Regions from separate parts of the Mus musculus genome. Here region 2 is linked to region 1. The links are chromatin contacts, called in public HiChIP or PLAC-seq maps. All regions are on one chromosome and are shown on one strand. Each heading gives the region's core, a stretch centred on a gene start, on an enhancer-like site or on the middle of the called end of the contact. The rest is flanking DNA. Distances are from core to core; before and after follow the strand shown.

Region 1 (3,170 bases), core at 442-2,941:
ACCAGATAGTCGGTTGTCTTGGACACTGAGCCATTGCTGTGCAGAGACACCATGACCAGGGCAACTCTTATAAAAAGAACGTATTTAACTGGGGGCTGGCTTACAGTTTCAGAGGCTAGTTCACTATCATGACAAGGTATCAGGCATGGTGCTGGAAAAGTAGTAGAGAGCTACCTCCTGTCTGTAGACAGAGAGAGGAAAAAGAAACTCCGGGCCTGACATAGGATTTTGAAACATAAAGAGCTGGCAATACAGCATCATAGAATGCTTGCCTATCACGCACAAGAGCCTGGATTTGTACCCCATCATGCTACATAGCCCAGGCAAGGAGGTCATATATAGTAAGTTCAAGTCCAGCCTGGGATACCTGAGACCCTGTCTCAAACAAGAAAAAATAAGCCGGGCTGTGGTGGCTCATACCTTTAATCCCAGCACTTGGGAGGCAGAGGCAGGCGGATTTCTGAGTTCGAGGCCAGCCTAGTCTACAAAGTGAGCTCCAGGACAGCCAAGGCTAAGAAAAAGAAAGAGGGCCTCACATGTCTCCCCTCCTTGAGGATTTGTAGGTGATTAATAATTGCTAGGGAAGAAGAGCTATTCTCTTTACTGATGTAATGTACTGTAATCTGGTACATAGCCCTACTCCTGTGGGTACCCATAGTTAAACTCAATGGTGTAAAACAACAGAAAATAAATAAATAAAAACACGAAAGAAGTGGGAGGAAGGTGGTCAGCGGGATGCCGTGGGAAGAAAGTGTAATGGTGGTAAACACGTTCAGAGTACTTCATACATGTGTGAAAATGCTCTAAGGAAACCCATTATTATATACTAATAAAAACTTTAAACAGGCCCTCCAAAGGGCTCAGTGAGTAAAAGTATTCGCCACCCAGGCCTGATGACCTGAGTTTGATCCTGGACCTTCTGGGGGGAGGTGACACAAGGAAAATAGAGGTCCCCTCTTGGTGTTCTCAGTCTCCTGGATTGAAGAATTAAGAATGCATTCAAAGCTGGGCAGTGATAGCACAAGGGCATAGTTAGAAAATATATCTGCCTGTTATTAATGTTTTTTGACATATGGTCTTTAGCCCAGGATGGCTTTACTATGAAGCTATGGGTGATACTTGCTGCCAAGTCATGAAGACCAGAGTTAAGATTCTGGCACCCAAGTAATGAGTCAGGCATCCAGCAAACTCCTATAACTCCAGGCTTCGGGGAATCAGTGTCTTTTCACGAGGTCGTGTGCATTCACACACGTTTGAATATACTTACACAGAAACACACAAATAAAGATATACTGGCCGGGCGTGGTGGCACACGCCTCTAATCCCAGCACTTGGGAGGCAGAGGCAGGAGGATTTCTGAATTCGAGGCCAGCCTGGTCTACAGAGTGAGTTCCAGGACAGCCAGGGCTACATAGAGAAACCCTGTCTTGAAAAACCAAAAAAAAGAAAAAGAAAAAGAAAAGAAAAGAAAAAGAATGCATACAAACCAAAGCTCAGGACAATTAGGGAGGGAGAAAGAGAGGGGGCAGGGAGAGGAAGACAAGGGAGAGGGGAAGAGAAGGAAAAGCACACTTAGGTTCCGGCTAGTACCTGAAAAAAGAAACAAGGCAAGTAGAGGCAGTCTCACAGCTGCTAGGTTTCTTGCCCTGGGCAAGTCTCACTCCGCACCCGTGGCTCCTCCCAGCGCTTCTCACCCCGCCCCCTGCCCCAAACCCCTCCCTCCTAGGGACTTGGCGTCTGCTTCCTGTCCGTCAGCACGATTCCTGTATCATTCAGCTGTTTTGACAACACAGGTCTCTTGGCTTCTCTTGGTCAGCTGCCCCTCTCTCGCTTTCCCTCCCCACCTCTCCTCTCATGATCTGGTTCAACCTGCTGGCCATGTTCAGCCTGTGCTCTTCAGTCTATCAGCTTGCTTTCTGCTAACTACAATAAGCATCATCTCCATACTTTAGTCTTTTTTTTCCCCCAAAGATAAATTCATTTATTATGTGTAAGTACACTGTAGCTATCTTCAGACACTCCAGAAGAGGGAGTCAGATCTTGTTACGGGTGGTTTATGAGCCACGATTCGGTCGCTGGGAGCTGAACTCAACTGATGAATCATCTCTCCAGCCCTCCATACTTTAGTTTTATCCTTTTATCTCATCTTCTTCATTCAACAGCAAGACCCTGTCTCACATAAATAAATCAATTAACAAATAAGTGAATTTAAAACAAATTTTAAAATGTTTAAAAAAAGACAGTAGTGGTCTGGAGAGATTCCCGAGGACCTGGACCCATTTCCCAGTACCCTCATAGAAGCATCTGTAACTCCAGTAGCTCAGGGAAGCAGAGGCAGGGGGATTTCTGTGAGTTCAGGGCTGGCTTATTCTGGTCTACAAAGCAAGTTGCAGGCCACCCAGTGCCACACAGTGACACCTTGTTTCCAAAAAATCCATAAAAGGAAAAAACAAAAGCAAGCAAATAAACAACTTTGGCCTTTAATCCCAGGATTTATGAGAGAGACAGACACAGGCAGATCGCTACAAGCTCAAGGCCAGCCTGGTCCACAGAGTGAGTTCCAGGACAGTCAGGGCTAGAGAGAAATTCTGTCTTGAAAAACCAAACGATGCCAGGCGGTGGTGGCGCACGCCTTTAATCCCAGCACTTGGGAGGCAGAGGCAGGCGGATTTCTGAGTTCCAGGCCAGCCTGGTCTACAAAGTGAGTTCCAGGACAGCCAGGGCTACACAGAGAAACCCTGTCTCGAAAAAAAAAAAAAAAAAGAAAAAAGAAAAGAAAAAAAAAGGAAAACCAAACGAAACAAACAGAACTCAAATGGACTCAAAGGAAATATTGAGGACAGGATTATTAGAGTGTAAGAAGACAACACAGCAGGAGAGCTGTGAGTCTCAGAGCTGCTACTGGATAAACATCTTCATAGGTGATAGATGAGAAGGCTTGACTGACTCCATGACAGGCTTCAAAGAGACTAGGCCTAAATCTCTGTTTCCACGAACTGGGAACTGGGCGATTTCAGGCAAGACCAGGCCTCAGAAGCCCCCTGCCACCTGGCCTGAGGCAAGGACAATGAGTCAGCAGCAGTTTCCAGAGACTTCCTCAGCTACTTCCTCAGTACAGTTTCCAGACCTCCCCAGCAAGTTTCCAGCCCCCACACTCCAGTAATGGAATG
Region 2 (3,170 bases), core at 188-2,687, 980 kb after region 1:
CGGGGCGAGGCAGAAAACTTAAAAACAAATCTTAGCACTGAGGGATAAGATTTACTCCCCAACTGTAAACTGAAGAAAGTAGGAAATTAGTTTCTTCTTATCTTGGCTTGTCAGGGAGTCCTTAGGGTATTGCGCAGGATGAAATGTGTGCTTATATCTGGACTCTCTGAAGCCAAGCGTTTAAACAGATCTGATAGCAGTAGGAGACGGCGGCTTGTTCAGTCTCTCCAGATGTGAACGTGGAGGTGACCGAGCCGGACTCCTCAGGGTGGGGATTTAAAAACAAATAATGTGTTTCTCCCCAAGTGAGCTGTTGAGTCCTCTGGCTTATTTTTTCCTTGTAATGATTTTCTTCCACAGGATTTTGATCCTGAGAAGAGAAAGGTGATATGTAAGACCCTGCGCTTTGTGGCACATTACTACGGAGCCTCGCTGATGGTCAGTGCCTCCCTGCCCTCTGGGTGTGTGGAGAAAGGAGCGGGCTGCCCAGATGGGAATAATAGAGACCTGAGCTCGCCCTGCCCCTTTCCTTCTCACTTCCAAAGCTCTGCTTAGACAGGGCCCCTGCAGAGCCCTCTGCCCATGGCCTCCCCACCTTCCACGGCTTGTGTCTGTAAGCCCAGGCAAGCTTCAGAGATATGTTGGTGTGTTCACACATTTTTATTTTTGTCTTCAAGAATTAGAATCTATATTCCTTCAATGGAAGGGCCCGGGAGGAGGGGGGCAAGGGCGGGATTTTAATAAGATGGTGTTTTATGTAAAAGCAATGCTGGTATAGAGGTTAAAATCATGAATTTTGGAGTCGAGCTGCCCAGGTCAGTGTCACTGTGACCAACTCCTTGTCAGACAAGGATTCTGGACCAGCCACCTAAGCTTTGCATCCTCTGAGGTAAAAGCAGATGGGAACCGTGCCTGCCTGCTTCGTGAGGAGGGGTGCGGGCCTGAACTGTGGAGCCAGTGAATAAATAGCCCACCTCAGGAGACGGATGCATGGGGCAGGAAGTGCTCAGGTCCAAGGCGGCCTGAGCGTCTCAGAAACAACCCGAAAAGCACAGGGTTGTAATGATCTTCCGAGGTGGGCCAGACTTTGCTGGTTATCCTTTAAACAAAAGATAAAATGTAAAACTATTTTGCTGAAAAATACTACCTTAATTTCTGAACTGCTTTTGCTAGGCAAACTTAAAATGTTTGCACGTTAAAAGAGTAATTGTGGGAATTAAAATACTCTACCTTTTCTGAGCCTCTATAATGAGACCCTGTCTCAAAAACAAACAAAACAAACAACAACAACAAACAAGGCTATCTTAGCTGTTGAATAAATAGTTGGTGGTTTGCTTTCCTGAGTCAAAGTGCTCAAAGAGAGTAGAGCCCCAGGGCAGGGTGGAGCCTGTTGCTGCCCCAGCTGAACGAGCTCTGTATTCTGTGTATGTTCAATATCTATGCATTTAGAGCACTTCCCATTTCTTTATGTGTTCTCTTTACCTTCTTAGCCTGAGCTCTGTCTGCCTATACGTCAGGCTTTGGAAAGTCTTTTTGCCATTTTGAAAAGAACCAGTGGGGAGGAAGTTTCTAGTTCATTCATTTCTGCTAATGAGTGGAGAGGAGCACCTCCGAGGGTGGGAGGGGTGGCTCTGGGGAGGACACGGGGAGGAAGGGGAACGAGGGGAGGGGGAGGTGGGGGAGACGGGGGGGGGGGGGGCGGGGGAGGGGTTCCCAGCACTGAGCTGACTCAGGAGCACCAGCAGGAGTGGAGGGAGGGGTTTGAGAGGCAGCAGATGGTGAGATGAGTTGGTGAGAAACCTTGAGTGCTCTCCCACCCCTCGACCCTGAGAAACATTTGTGCTTAGGCTTGCTCCTCGCCCCTGTGGTAAAAACAAAATATTACAAAATTACATAGTTTAAAGCAATAACAATATATTATAATGTAACAAATATATAATTTCTTAGTAAAACTAAGTACAACAATCTTTTTTAATTAAAAAAATCCCTATTTTACATATCACACGATAAACATGATCATTATTAAATTCTTTGTTTTAAATGAATGTGTCTGACCTTTGTGAGCCCTTGTGTACTGTACTTCCTCTGTGAGCCTATTCTTACACCAGAGTCAGCGTTGTCCTGTGGACCTGCCATGGGAACCAGAAAGTTGCCATCTTTGCTTTATAAGTATTTCATTTCACTTCATACATCTGAGCCATTCTCCTTTGCCTTTGAATAGCAAAGTATTTAGAAGGCAAACAGTGACTGACCATCTGTGGAGGACACACAAACACACACACACTTCCTGCTTACTCAAGAGTCAGAGCCTAACTCTTGGTGGCAGGCACCCCCTTCACCATCCTGGGGTGCTGCAATTTGGCTCTCTTAGATCTACCCAGGAGAAGATTCAGAAATTGCCTACCCCCCAGCTCTGCAGGCAATTAAAAAAAGAAGCTAAAAAAAAATCAATTCAGGGAGTGCCGGTGTGACTGTCCCCGCCTGCAGCTGTCACAGTTACTTTTATATATGCTTCTCCCTATCTAACTGACCCAGTTAGATTGGGGGACATTTTCTTTTAGAACATTAAGAATGTTTGTGTTAACACACACCGCAAACATTTCAGGCAAACACTAATGTACAAATTAAAAACAAATTCTGATGATGGAAATTGGTGAGATGATTGGTGAGCTCTCTGGGTCCTTCCTGGATCACGCACTCATGAACTCGGTACCGAGGCAAGCTGATCCAGGTTGCCTTAGTCAGCCTCTGTTTTGTCGACTCAAATATACATGTTTTGAGGAAAAGAAGTTGTAATTCTCTGGCCAGTTGTGCTTGTTTAAAGCTGTGTTTTTTACTGTTAGAGGATGAGAGAGCAGAGTGTAATTTATCTCATTTGTTTCTAAGTTTACCAGCAAGTCAGAAGCTCTGTTACTGAAGATACGCGGTGTTATCAACCAGTTGGCATTCGGTATTGATAAAAGGTATTGGTAAATATTTTCCAATCAGTTCCCCCTGTTCCCTGGCTTCTGTATCTCCCTCCACCTTACCACTTTCCTGTGCTTATGATTGTCTTCTGTTCATTTTAAATGGAGTTGGAAGTTTTTGCATGTGTCTTCTCTGACTTTGTTCTTTCTCATGGTTTGAGCTGACTATGGTGTTAGTCTGTCACAACCAATGGTACTGGTCCA

The links. HiChIP or PLAC-seq counts read pairs in DNA pulled down with a chosen protein or histone mark.
Region 2: a contact with region 1 is called in an H3K27ac HiChIP or PLAC-seq map of trophoblast stem cells, with 16 times the contacts expected there. The contact joins two enhancer-like sites. A contact is called at or near these places in 8 of 484 Hi-C or Micro-C datasets (the G1E-ER4 cell line, Sertoli cells, cardiomyocytes and 2 more), 13 of 115 datasets of contacts at active chromatin or transcription factors (embryonic stem cells, epiblast stem cells, extraembryonic endoderm stem cells and 2 more) and 1 of 9 other capture datasets (embryonic stem cells).

Annotation. Positions count from the first base shown.
Region 1 is chr17:83,665,055-83,668,224 of GRCm38.p6, forward strand. No RefSeq gene overlaps it. Among named protein-coding and RNA genes, the nearest start is that of Kcng3, 35 kb to the left of the region's middle. Within about 2 kb of position 1,692, at least 55 of the 459 cell types and tissues checked have an H3K27ac peak or open chromatin away from gene starts, as enhancers often do. A contact at or near this core is called in trophoblast stem cells, where this site is marked.
Region 2 is chr17:84,644,359-84,647,528 of GRCm38.p6, forward strand. It overlaps Dync2li1 (dynein cytoplasmic 2 light intermediate chain 1), which reads left to right. Exons shown (of 13, transcript NM_172256.2): 8 at 361-438; 9 at 2,887-2,963. Among named protein-coding and RNA genes, the nearest start is that of Dync2li1, 19 kb to the left of the region's middle. Within about 2 kb of position 1,438, at least 23 of the 459 cell types and tissues checked have an H3K27ac peak or open chromatin away from gene starts, as enhancers often do. A contact at or near this core is called in trophoblast stem cells, where this site is marked.